Regions from separate parts of the Mus musculus genome. Here all the other regions are linked to region 1. Evidence: chromatin contacts called from public ChIA-PET and HiChIP or PLAC-seq data. All regions are on one chromosome and are shown on one strand. The core of a region is the stretch at or near the end of the contact, and the rest is flanking DNA. Distances in the headings are between cores, read along the strand shown.

Evidence for each region. ChIA-PET counts read pairs in DNA pulled down with a chosen protein or histone mark. HiChIP or PLAC-seq counts read pairs in DNA pulled down with a chosen protein or histone mark.
Region 2: an RNA polymerase II ChIA-PET map of effector CD8 T cells shows a contact between it and region 1, with 93 read pairs. The contact joins the enhancer-like site here to the promoter of Sf3b1 in region 1. A contact is called at or near these places in 1 of 39 promoter capture datasets (the C10 cell line), 3 of 484 Hi-C or Micro-C datasets (the G1E-ER4 cell line and embryonic stem cells), 5 of 115 datasets of contacts at active chromatin or transcription factors (the HPC-7 cell line, effector CD8 T cells, embryonic stem cells and 2 more) and 3 of 9 other capture datasets (adipose tissue, liver and pancreatic islet).
Region 3: a contact with region 1 is called in an H3K4me3 HiChIP or PLAC-seq map of embryonic stem cells, with 18 read pairs. The contact joins the enhancer-like site here to the promoter of Sf3b1 in region 1. A contact is called at or near these places in 2 of 39 promoter capture datasets (both in embryonic stem cells), 10 of 484 Hi-C or Micro-C datasets (the C2C12 cell line, the NIH/3T3 cell line, cortical glia and 5 more), 14 of 115 datasets of contacts at active chromatin or transcription factors (the HPC-7 cell line, the SCID.adh cell line, embryonic stem cells and 4 more) and 2 of 9 other capture datasets (adipose tissue and pancreatic islet).

Annotation. Positions count from the first base shown.
Region 1 is chr1:55,025,791-55,029,270 of GRCm38.p6, forward strand. Sf3b1 (splicing factor 3b, subunit 1) reads right to left here and starts at 1,688. Exons shown (of 25, transcript NM_031179.2): 1 at 1,549-1,688. The coding sequence starts at 1,576.
Region 2 is chr1:54,840,379-54,843,858 of GRCm38.p6, forward strand. The region is part of intron 1 of Ankrd44 (ankyrin repeat domain 44); the gene reads right to left. Among named protein-coding and RNA genes, the nearest start is that of Ankrd44, 84 kb to the right of the region's middle. Within about 2 kb of position 1,568, at least 94 of the 459 cell types and tissues checked have an H3K27ac peak or open chromatin away from gene starts, as enhancers often do. A contact at or near this core is called in the HPC-7 cell line, effector CD8 T cells, regulatory T cells and 1 more, where this site is marked.
Region 3 is chr1:55,160,414-55,163,893 of GRCm38.p6, forward strand. It overlaps the pseudogene Gm6822. Among named protein-coding and RNA genes, the nearest start is that of Mob4, 31 kb to the left of the region's middle. Within about 2 kb of position 1,683, at least 88 of the 459 cell types and tissues checked have an H3K27ac peak or open chromatin away from gene starts, as enhancers often do. A contact at or near this core is called in the C2C12 cell line, cortical glia, embryonic stem cells and 2 more, where this site is marked.

The sequences.
Region 1 (3,480 bases), core at 438-2,937:
TACAGATGGCTCACAACCATCTGTAATAGGATCTGACGCCCTCTTCTGGTGTGTCTGAAGACAGTGACAGAGTGTATTCACATAAATCTTTTTTTTTAAAAAAAGTGTTGGGCTAACCAGGCACAGGCCTTTTACCCAGCACTTGGGAAGCAGAGGCAGGAGGATGAGTTTCTTTGAAGTGGGACCCAGTCTCCTCTATTCAGGAAGTTTCAGGGCAACCGGAATTACATAGTAAGACTATCTCAAAAAAGAAAACAAAAACATGTGTTGTACTTTCATGTTTAAAGACAAAAGACTAGTTAATGCAGGGACATTTCTGGCTTTCAAAAGTGTTAGTATTTTCAGTTCCTCAAATGTCCCAGCTATTGGTCCTAAACCATCTCTTTAGATTCGCATCGGAATTCCCTCCTTACACCCTCCTCTATCCTACCACAGCGACACTCACTGCATGGTACAAGATGTTCCCTCCGGCTCAGACATCCTCCCCTAATTTAAAACTGATTGATCCTTTTTTATCAGCGCCGCGTCACCACCTCCCAAAAATAACTAAGCATAAATTAATGGCTCCGTTACCCAGCTTCTCAGAAAGTACTGGCTTTACTTCTCTGTACACATTCCTTTGATTTTCTAAGAGAATATTCACACATCTGCTTCCACATCAAACTGTCAAATTTCTGACATCCTTAGCTTGTTACCTCTCTCTAACACCGAGACACACACTTAGAAAGGACGGGTTTAGTGACTTAGTGTCAGCGTAAATTTTGGCTTCTTAACCGGGAGCCAAGAAACAGGGATTCTGTCTCTCAGACTCAAATTCCTTCCCGTCTTCTCTGGTTACTTTCCTTATGGAATCTGGTTGCTTCTCAACATGTTTCTAGCTCTGTTTACTCTTGTGCAGCATAAAATAAGCGACTACCCAGAAAACTTTGGCAACTGGTCAAATCTGCCTTTCCTTCTCTCTTCCTCCTGATTCTCCAACACCTAGCTCTCAAAGGGAAAAAGATAGAACACCAGGACACAAGTGATTAAAGGAGTAAACTACCAGATTTTCTGCCGGAATCATTTAGTGCAAGCACCACAACACGATCCAGCCGCCTTGGAGATGCCTGTATCGCGAAGGCTGGGATTGGCAGGCCTGCGCTGAAGCGGCCTCCGTTAGGAGCGGCCCGAAAGCGGCTGCCGTCATTCAGGGCTTTCCAGGTACGAACTGCCGACGATAGCGCCCGGGGGGCGAGAAAGTCGGCCTCCCACGTCCGCCTCCCCGCTCCCTCCCCGGGAGTCCCCCGGGGCAAGCCGCTCGAGCGAGGCTCTCCGGTCAGAACAAGAGAACTCGGAAGCACCAACAGCCAGCGCGGAACAAAGCGCCGGTCCCGGAGTGCGAGAGGACGCCATTACGCGGGCAGCGGCCTGCGCCGACGAGCCGAGCAGGCCTCGCCGCGCGGCCTCGGTCGAGACCAGAGATGCCACGCGAAGACGCAGAAAGCCAGGAGAGAGGGCCGCGGCTGGCTGGCTGCCGAGGTCGCGCGTGGGAAGGGAAAGGCCGCTTACCTTCGTGAGTCTTGGCGATCTTCGCCATTTTGTCCACTCGAACACACAGACGGAACTGGCGCTCCCAAGGACTTCCGCTCGCCGCCGCCAGAAACAGAGGCCGCTCTCTGAGCGTGCGCACCCGGGAGCGCGCGCCGCACTGTAGCACGTACTTCAACTGCCACCTATATGAGACTGCGAGGGGCATTATGGGAGTGGGCGGGGCCAGGGCGGGCTCCCGGCGGCTTCCTTAAAAAGCCAGCGAAACCGCGGGGAAGACTAAACGCGGAAGAGGATGGCTACTTCCCAAGAGGGCTGTAGCCTGTCCGGCCAGTGGTGGGTAACGTGCCGTTAATTCAAGCACTCGGAAGAGAAGAGGCAGTTCGAGGCCAGCCTGGTCTACAAAGAGAGTTCCCGAAGCCAGGGCTGTACAGACAAAGCCTGTCTTTAATAAAACCAAAGGAGCCTGGCAGTGGTGGCGCACCCCTTTAATCCCAGCACTTGGGAGGCAGCGGCAGGCAGATTCTGAGTTCGAGGCCAGCCTGGTCTACAGAGTGAGTTCCAGAACAGCCAAGGCTACACAGAGAAACCCTGTCTCGAAAAAAACAAAAATAAAAAGTAGAGAGAGAGAGAGATTAAATTACACAAAATAGAATTTAGCCAAAGGAACACTGCCTCCAAGACACCCAAAAAATAAACAGTATGCTAGCCAGGCCTGTTAGAAATAAAGTTTATGATGCCTAAGATGTTAATGTTGGTTCACCAGTATTGACCAGCCATTAGATACGGTAGAATACTTCTCTTAACAGGCAGCTCAAGGGAATAGTATAGGGTCACAAGCAATGTTAAGTCCTGATCTACAATAAAGCCCAGTTCTTTTCTTGAGAGAAACATAATTCTGCCAAATGGGTAAGATGACCCCAGGTAACAACTATTTGAAAAAGTACAACACTGGTGCACTTAAAATAATTCTGGCAATAACTGATGCCTAAATGACCAGGCAAATAGGAGTGACCTATTGACCAGATTTTCAGCCTTCTGTCTCTGTTTAAGTTGTACTAAATGTAACCCAGGGTTGGGACCTAAATTACAAATTTGAGGATAACCTCATATTTGGAGAAAATAAGCCTAAGGTGTCTCTAAGTTATCAAAATGTATTCAAGGCTGGCCCTACCGAGCATTAGCCAGAGCCAGCTGTGCCAGACCTTTTTCCTTTATTATCCTCCAAATGTGCAGGATGCTTTCTCACTGGGAAGGCTTATCATTTCTATAACAGATTCAAAGGAGCATTTGCTGCATTTGTGGTAATTGTAGAAGCTAAATACTTCCTGGAGTTCCAGAGTAATGATAAACATCACTAAAAGATCACCCAGAATTGTCTTGTGAATCCTCTTTTATAAAAATAAGATTTTTTCATGCTGGGCGTGGTGGCGCACGCCTTTAATCCCAGCACTCAGGAGGCAGAGGCAGGCGGATTTCTGAGTTCAAGGCCAGCCTGTTCTACAAAGTGAGTTCCACAGGGCTACACAGAGAAACCCTGTCTCAAAAAACAAAAACAAAACAAAAAAGATTTTTCTCACCACAGCCTACTTGTCTGTATGTTTGTTCCTGAAAGAATACTAATATGGTTCAGGACAGGAAGGAGAGTATTAAAATGAGTCCGAGACGGCTCCCTTAGGCTCCTTATTTGGGGAGGTTGTGCAGCCTTGCAGAAAGAGGAAGTACATCGCTGGAGACAAGATTAGAGTTCCTCGCCTCAGTCTACTTTCAGTTTGCTCTCTCTGCCGTATGTCTGCGGCTGAAGATGACCTCTCAGCTTCTTGTTCCCACCAACCTGCCCGCACACCCACAGACACACTTTGGGAAAGACCATTCTCACACTGTGATAGCAGAGTCAAGAGACTAGTAAGAGCAGAGCAGGAAAAAAAAAAGAGCAGAGCAGGTTTACTTCTT
Region 2 (3,480 bases), core at 318-2,817, 190 kb before region 1:
GCATATGTAACATGAATGAGAGAGAAACTGTGTCTGGCCCTCTGGAAGATGCAGCCTTTGAATTAAGGACTGGAGGTTGGTGAGGGTTTAAAAAGATGGGGTGTCAGTGGAAAGAGAGCAAGCACCTTCACGCTTTGAAGGGTGTGAGTAGAAGGAACAGTTTTCTCCATGGTGAACATGGGTGAATGGATGGAGGGAAAGAAGTCAGTGGGGTAAGATCACAGAAGCTGAGGATAAAGCTGCCTATTACATTTGGACTCTCTTCTGTAGAATTGGCAAGCTGTAATCTGTTTTTGCAGGGGGAGGGTGACTTGAGAGTTGAGTTTGGGGGGCTGGAGAGGCACCTCAGTGAGAACTGCAGATCTTATAGAGGACCCACATTTGATTCTCAGCTCCTTCATCACACAGTTCACAGTTGTCTATACCTCCAGCTCCAAGGGAACCAACACCCTTCTCTGGCATCCATGGACACTGTATGAACATTGTGCACATACATGTAAGCAGGTGCATGCACATAAAAACAAAGTGTTTCATGAAAAAGAAAAGAAGAAAAAAAAGAAAAAGAAAAAGAAGAACTGTAGAGCCAGGCATGGTGTAGCACATACCTATAATCTCAGCACTTGGAAAGTAAAGGCAAAGGATTGGGAGTTCAAAGTTATCCTCAGCTAATAGATAAGTTAAAGTCCAGCCTGAGCTACACGAGACCCTGTCTTAGATATAGCTGTCTCCTGAGAGGCTCTGCCAGTGCCTGAAAAATACAGAAGTGGATGCTCACAGCCATCCATTGGATGGAGCACAGGGTCCCCAATGAAGGAGCTAGAGAAAGAACCCAAGGAGCTGAAGGGGTTTGCAGCCCCCTAGGAGGAACAACAATATGAACTAACCAGTACCCCCAGAGCACCAACCAAAGAAAACACACGGTGGGACTCATGGCCCTAGCTACACATGTAGCAGAGGATGGCCTAGTCAGTCATCAATGGGAGGAGGGGCCCTTGGTCCTGTGAACGTTCTATGCCCCAGTATAGGAGACTGTCAGGGCCAGGAAGCAAGAGTGGGTGTGTTGGGGAGCAGGGGGAGGAGGGCAAGGGATAGGGAGTTTTCAGAGGGGAAACTAGGAAAGGGAATAACATTTGAAATGTAAATAAAGAAAATACCTAATAAAAATTAATAGAATGCTTATTAATTTAAAAAAAAGAGTTGTTTTTTTTTCCAAATAATAAGCCTCGTAGTAGATTGTGTAAAAGCTAAGAGAAATGTGACACAAGGGAGAAGATGACAGTACCAGTTTAGGAGAGAGCTCTCAGGGATGGGTATTCCTCAACTATGCAAGGAAACAGGGTCTCTGTGACCAGTCTGCAATCTAAAGGGTACATGTGCTCTCCACACCTTTAGATTGGTCTGAGCAGCCCACTCCATTGGAGCTGCCTAAAGACTCTCACTGACTGGGCAGAGTGCAGGGCTCTCTGCAGCAGCCAGCCCAGGCACCAGCAGGAGGTTGCTGGAGGAGTGTAGTAGAGCTGTGATCCTCTTTGCTGGGGAAAGCCAGTTGCTAGCTGTGCGATGCTCCCTTGACAGAGACCGGAAGTTGCAGGGCCTCTGAAGGTAGCACATCCCACATCTGCAGGACCTGTTACTCATCCGCAGCACGACCACAAGATCACAGCCTGGTGCTTCCGGTTTGAGTACTGCTTGCTCAGTCCAGGTCTCACTAACAGAGGAGGATCTCCTTGTGCTATGAGCTAAATGAAGAACAGCAGCAAATGTGTAGTACCTTTCTCTATATTTAGTTCCCAACTCAAAACTTAGAAGATACCTTTTTTTTTTCAATCATGCAGTTTCAAAACCAGAAAAAAATGACAAGGGGGCATCAAACCCTTATGCATTGTCTCTTTGTCTTGTGTTTGCTAGGTTATATCTTAAGTAATTTTTTACTACAACAATACAAAGTCAGGTAAAGAAAACCTTGATAACCATTCCTATCACCCATAATAATAGACTAATATATACTCTTTGACACATTTCCTGGATGCTGCTGTTGAACACAAAAATACCAATACATAAGATATTGAGTTATCACTAAAGTGGGCTCTTACTACATCCCTCTCTTAAAACCTGTAAGAACAACAACATACTGTGGTTATCTCCCAGTTAAGCTACAGGATTACCTAATTTCTTTACAGGGATATAGTGTTCTAGAAATACAGACATATTGTAACATAGCCTGGCCATGTGTTGCACAAAGAAGAGCTACAGAGCTGAAAGCATTTTATGAATGCCTATGGTATGCTATTTTTATAAAATACACAAAAGAAATGTATATTGTAGTCCATTCCTCGGAGAATGCCCAATAGAGTTGGGCAAATAAGGATGCCCCATGTAGACAACACAAATGTGCAAGATGGTACTCCAGAGTTCCCCAGACCCGAGGCAAGAGCTGCCAGGTTTCCCTCTGCACCAAGATAGACTGCAGAGAGCTCAGAGGGCTCTCCTCTGTTCAACCATCCCAGAAGTCTTGTTTAACTGACCAGGACAGCACAGGAGTCAGCCTAGGGAGGAGGCATCACTTGAACAAGACCTAGATAGGGGCTAGGGCACACAAAAGAGGGGGAAGGTGTTTGACAAATGAACGACAGCACCAGGCTGCTGTTCAACATGTGTTCATGTGGCGTGACGACCAGGGGTCCCTGGGTTTCTGAGCACTTTCCTCTCCCATGCCCCTCATCTCTACACAGCTCCTTAAAGATGTAAAGGAATCCAGGCTTAGGCACCCACAGCATTACCCTGAGAGTGATTTAATGTGGGATTTCAGGCAGCGTAAGCTTGGGACTGTCCCCTGGGTCCTTTTGTCCCATCATTCCTGTGTTTACTGCTGAGCAGCATGCATGTAAACACATGTGCTCACTCACACATATGGCTGTGAGCAATCATTCACACTGTCCCCCTCCATCTGGAAAACAGCATGAATAACGTGGAGAAAGAAAGTAGCGCTGAAGCTTAAGCAGTTAAGATTTAACAAAATCATCAAGTCTGCTTGCTTGCTTGCTTGCTTGCTTGCTTGCTTGCTTGCTTGCTTGCTTGCTTGCTTGCTTGCTTTTGAGATAGTCCCATGTAGGCAGCCCAGGTGGCCTCAAACTTAAGTAGCTGAAGCTGGCCTTGAACTCCTACTCCTTCTGCAGCCACCTCCCCAGTGCTGGGATTACACCATGTGTCAGCACACCTAGCTAAATCCTTTTCTAGCAAAAACTCTGAAAATGTTGATGTTGACAGTCACCCCAGTGTTGAGCTTCCTCTCAATGCTACAATTATGTTTAGAACATGTCTAAATTCATTTAGCTACATGTTTAATGGTGTACTTTAAACTCCAACATATTTTTAGCAAATATAATTTGAGAGCCCAGTACATAAGCTGCCTGCACATTATGCCAACACTGACAGAGGTGCCTCAGTGAGGAAGTTCCACAGACGGAGCAAGCATTCTCG
Region 3 (3,480 bases), core at 433-2,932, 130 kb after region 1:
GACCAGGTTGTCCTGCACAGGCAACAGAGCTGAATCTGCAGGTCCCTGGGAGGCATGGACAGGACCGCGAGAGAAAGCAGTGCCCAGACCCCTCTCTCCATTGCACAAAGGTGAAGCAGAAGTGATCTCAGATTTTAAATAGCTCCAGGTAAGTTGCATTTTTGCAAGATGCTGCAATCAATCCCAGCAGAAAACAATATGATCCTCTTTTGAATCCTACATGTTTCTTTTTTCAACACCTAGTATTTTATTCAGATAGCAGTCCCGTTACACATGGTCCAAGAACATTCAAATAAGAACTCAAATCGGAAGTTAAAGATTGGTCTTCAAACCTCATAGCCAACAATGCCACGTTTGCCTATGATCTCTCCGATATAAAACCACATCCACACCTCAGTGGCCACCAAACCATTCAGCACAGCTTCCTTCACTGTAAGGTGTTTGAAGCTACCAGTTTTAGCACTTTGAATGATTTTTTTCACGCTCTGAATAGCTGTAGGGATTTCACCAGGGGTTGAGGGAACCAGCTCAACCTTGGCGTAGTGCCAAAATGTGGCCAATCGAGGCTTCGAGTAAGTCACGGCAGCAGCCACCATCGATGGTGCCGTCTCTGCGAAGTTACGGATGAGCTTGGCCATGGTCTAAGGTGGAAGGTACGTCTCCCCGAACCACCGGCTGAATGTGAATCCTACATGTTTCTTGAGGCCAAATTGTAACATTCAGTCACTGAGTCAGGAGGAGGTTAGAGTTTGGCAGTGGTCTGTCCGGCAGAGTGAATTGTGCTGGGGTATCCAGGACTTCCAGGCCCTATCTGAATCAGACTGTGATTTTGGCTGATCATAAACAGCCCCTTTCTTTGCTTACAATTCTAAATTAAAAATAGGCCTGGCTGTAGTCCCATCTGCCTTTAACTCACACTGGCTAGTTTCTAAGTGTGCCAGGAACCTCACAATGTAGCCATTCTTCTCAGAACCTCCTACACAGGCAAGCACTAATTTGGTGATTCCATAAGTTGAACCCAAATGAGCCTCCGTGAGTCACAGTTGGCATGGATGCCGCTCATCGCTTGGCCTTGGCCTGTTTATGCCTTGAGTGATTTAATATGAAGATGAAACCTTAGCTCACTGCCCAGAAGAAATCATCTGTCATAATCCAGATCCAATGAGTGAGTAAGTGAATAACGCCATTGTAGATTCAGTGTGGGAGCACTGTGTCCTGTGAGTGATTTCCCAGGACAGGAGCTTTCCCCTGATCGGGAACATCCACCAGGATAGGTGAGTGAGCCAAGCAGGCATCTTAAAAACGATTTATGATTTCAGAAGCAAATCTGAAAATAAGTTTCAGGTAACAGCTATGCCAATGGTAGCAGTCTTGAGACTACAGCATTGACTTATGGGGGAGAAACAGAATATGACATTTGTGGCTTCAAAAGGGTAACGTAGGGGTCAGGTATAACAGTGAGCGCCCGTTATCCCAGTGTTTGAGAACAAAGGCAGGTGTTCAAGTTCATGGCCTCCCGAGTGCTGGGATTAAAGATGTGCACCGCCATGCCTGGCATTGAGTTATTAAAAACCAAGAAGGAAGGGGCTAGAGAAGTGGGTCAGGGATGTTGAGAATACTTGCTGTCTTCCAGAGGAAGATTCCCAGAACCACGTTATGTGGCTCACGGCTTCCCACAACCCCAGCTTCAGGGCTCTGGCGCCCTCTTCTGGACTCTTTGGGGGCCTGTACACATATGCCACTCACCCACCATGTGCACATAATTAAAAAATAAATCATAAAAACTCCAAGAAGAATATGGATTTGTTTATTGTATGTGGAGAAAGGGCATACACATGCTGTGGGCACGCGTGAAGGTCAGAGGCTAACATGCAGAGTTGATTCTCTCCTTCCACCATGTGGGTCCTGGGAAGTGAACCCAGGCCAAGGGGCCTCGTGCCTTACCTACCTTATCACTGGCTCCGACTTACTACTTTCACCCTCCCTCCTTCCCTCCCTCCTCCCCTCCCTCTCTTCCTCTCCCTCTCCCTCTCTCCTTTCCTTCCTTCTCTCCCTCCTTTCTTTTTTGAAACTCTCGCTGATTGAAAGTTTTGATCTATCACATCAGTCATTTTTGTCTCAAAAGTTAGGAAGTTTCATTGAATAGCATGTAAGTTGTGGGGTTTTTTTTTTCTTTTTTTTTGGGGGGGGGGCAGTTTCGAGGCAGGGTTTCTCTGTGTAGCCCTGGCTGTCCTGGAATTCACTTTGTAGACCAGGCTGGTCTTGAACTCAGAAATCCGCCTGCCTCTGCCTCCCAAGTGCTGGGATTAAAGGCGTGCGCCACCACGCCCGGCTTTTGTAAATTGTGTTTTACAGTACCATGCATTATAGCTTATGTTGCTCTCTTATGCTACGAGATAAAAAGGCTGTAACCCTTGGCAATAATCTATATTAAAGCCTTTTCAGGGCTGGGGCTATCTCAAAGCCGTGTTTACCTGGCACAGACAACACCCTGGGTGTGACCCTTTGCTCCACAAAAAGCCCTTGTTGGAATCCTAGCAAGAGGATTGTGTCTGAACCCAGCCTGGGCTAAATAGTGAGACCCTGTCCTTATAAGGAAAACAACGGGTTTCAAGCATGGCGCTGCTTCTGCCTGTGCTGTCTGTAGCTCTTGCTCCTCAGGAGGCTGAGCCATGGAGGGGATTAGTTAAGCCAGCCACACAGTGAGACAGACTCAAACGTAAGGTTTTCCATGGATGCATTTACAACCTGGCTATTGAGAAGTCAATGAGGACTTTCTTTTAAATAGTTTTTTTGTTGTTGTTTGGTTTTTGGCAAGGTTACTAGGTAACCCTGGCTGTCCTGGAACTCAATGTGCAGAGCAGGCTGGCCTTAAACTCAAAGATCCGCTTGCTTCTCCCTCTGAGTGTTGGGATAAAAAGTGTGTGCCAGCCATGCCTGACTTGGGTGTGTGTGTGTGTGTGTGTGTGTGTGTGTGTGTGTGTGTGTGTGTGTGTTTGTTTAAGACAGTCTCCCAGTGCAGCCCAGGCTAGCCTTGAATTTGAGACAATCTCGCTTGACCTCTTAAATACTGGGATTAGAGGCTAGCACTACCACACTTGGCTTAACATTGTATTTATGTGTGGCTATTTTGCATAACTGAACATAGTTAAGTATATTAGTATAATATGATTCCAAGCAGTGGGCAGGATTGGAGGAATCAGGAGGAGGGATTTTTTTTTCCTTTGTTTCTTCTCTTTCTCCCCCCCCCCTTTTTTTCCTTCTTTTTTCTGAGGCAGCGTTTTTGGCATGTAGTCGAGGCTAGCTTTGAATGTCAGAGAGCTTCCTGCCTCACCACCAGAGTGAAGAGGTTTTTCAAGCATTGCTTTGGGGTATGGGGAATGCAGTTGTTACTGGTCTGGGATTTTTCATAGAATTTACAGGGTTTACTGTTTCTGAATAAAATGTCAACTTTTAGGGCAGATAGAGACTAAGTCCTTA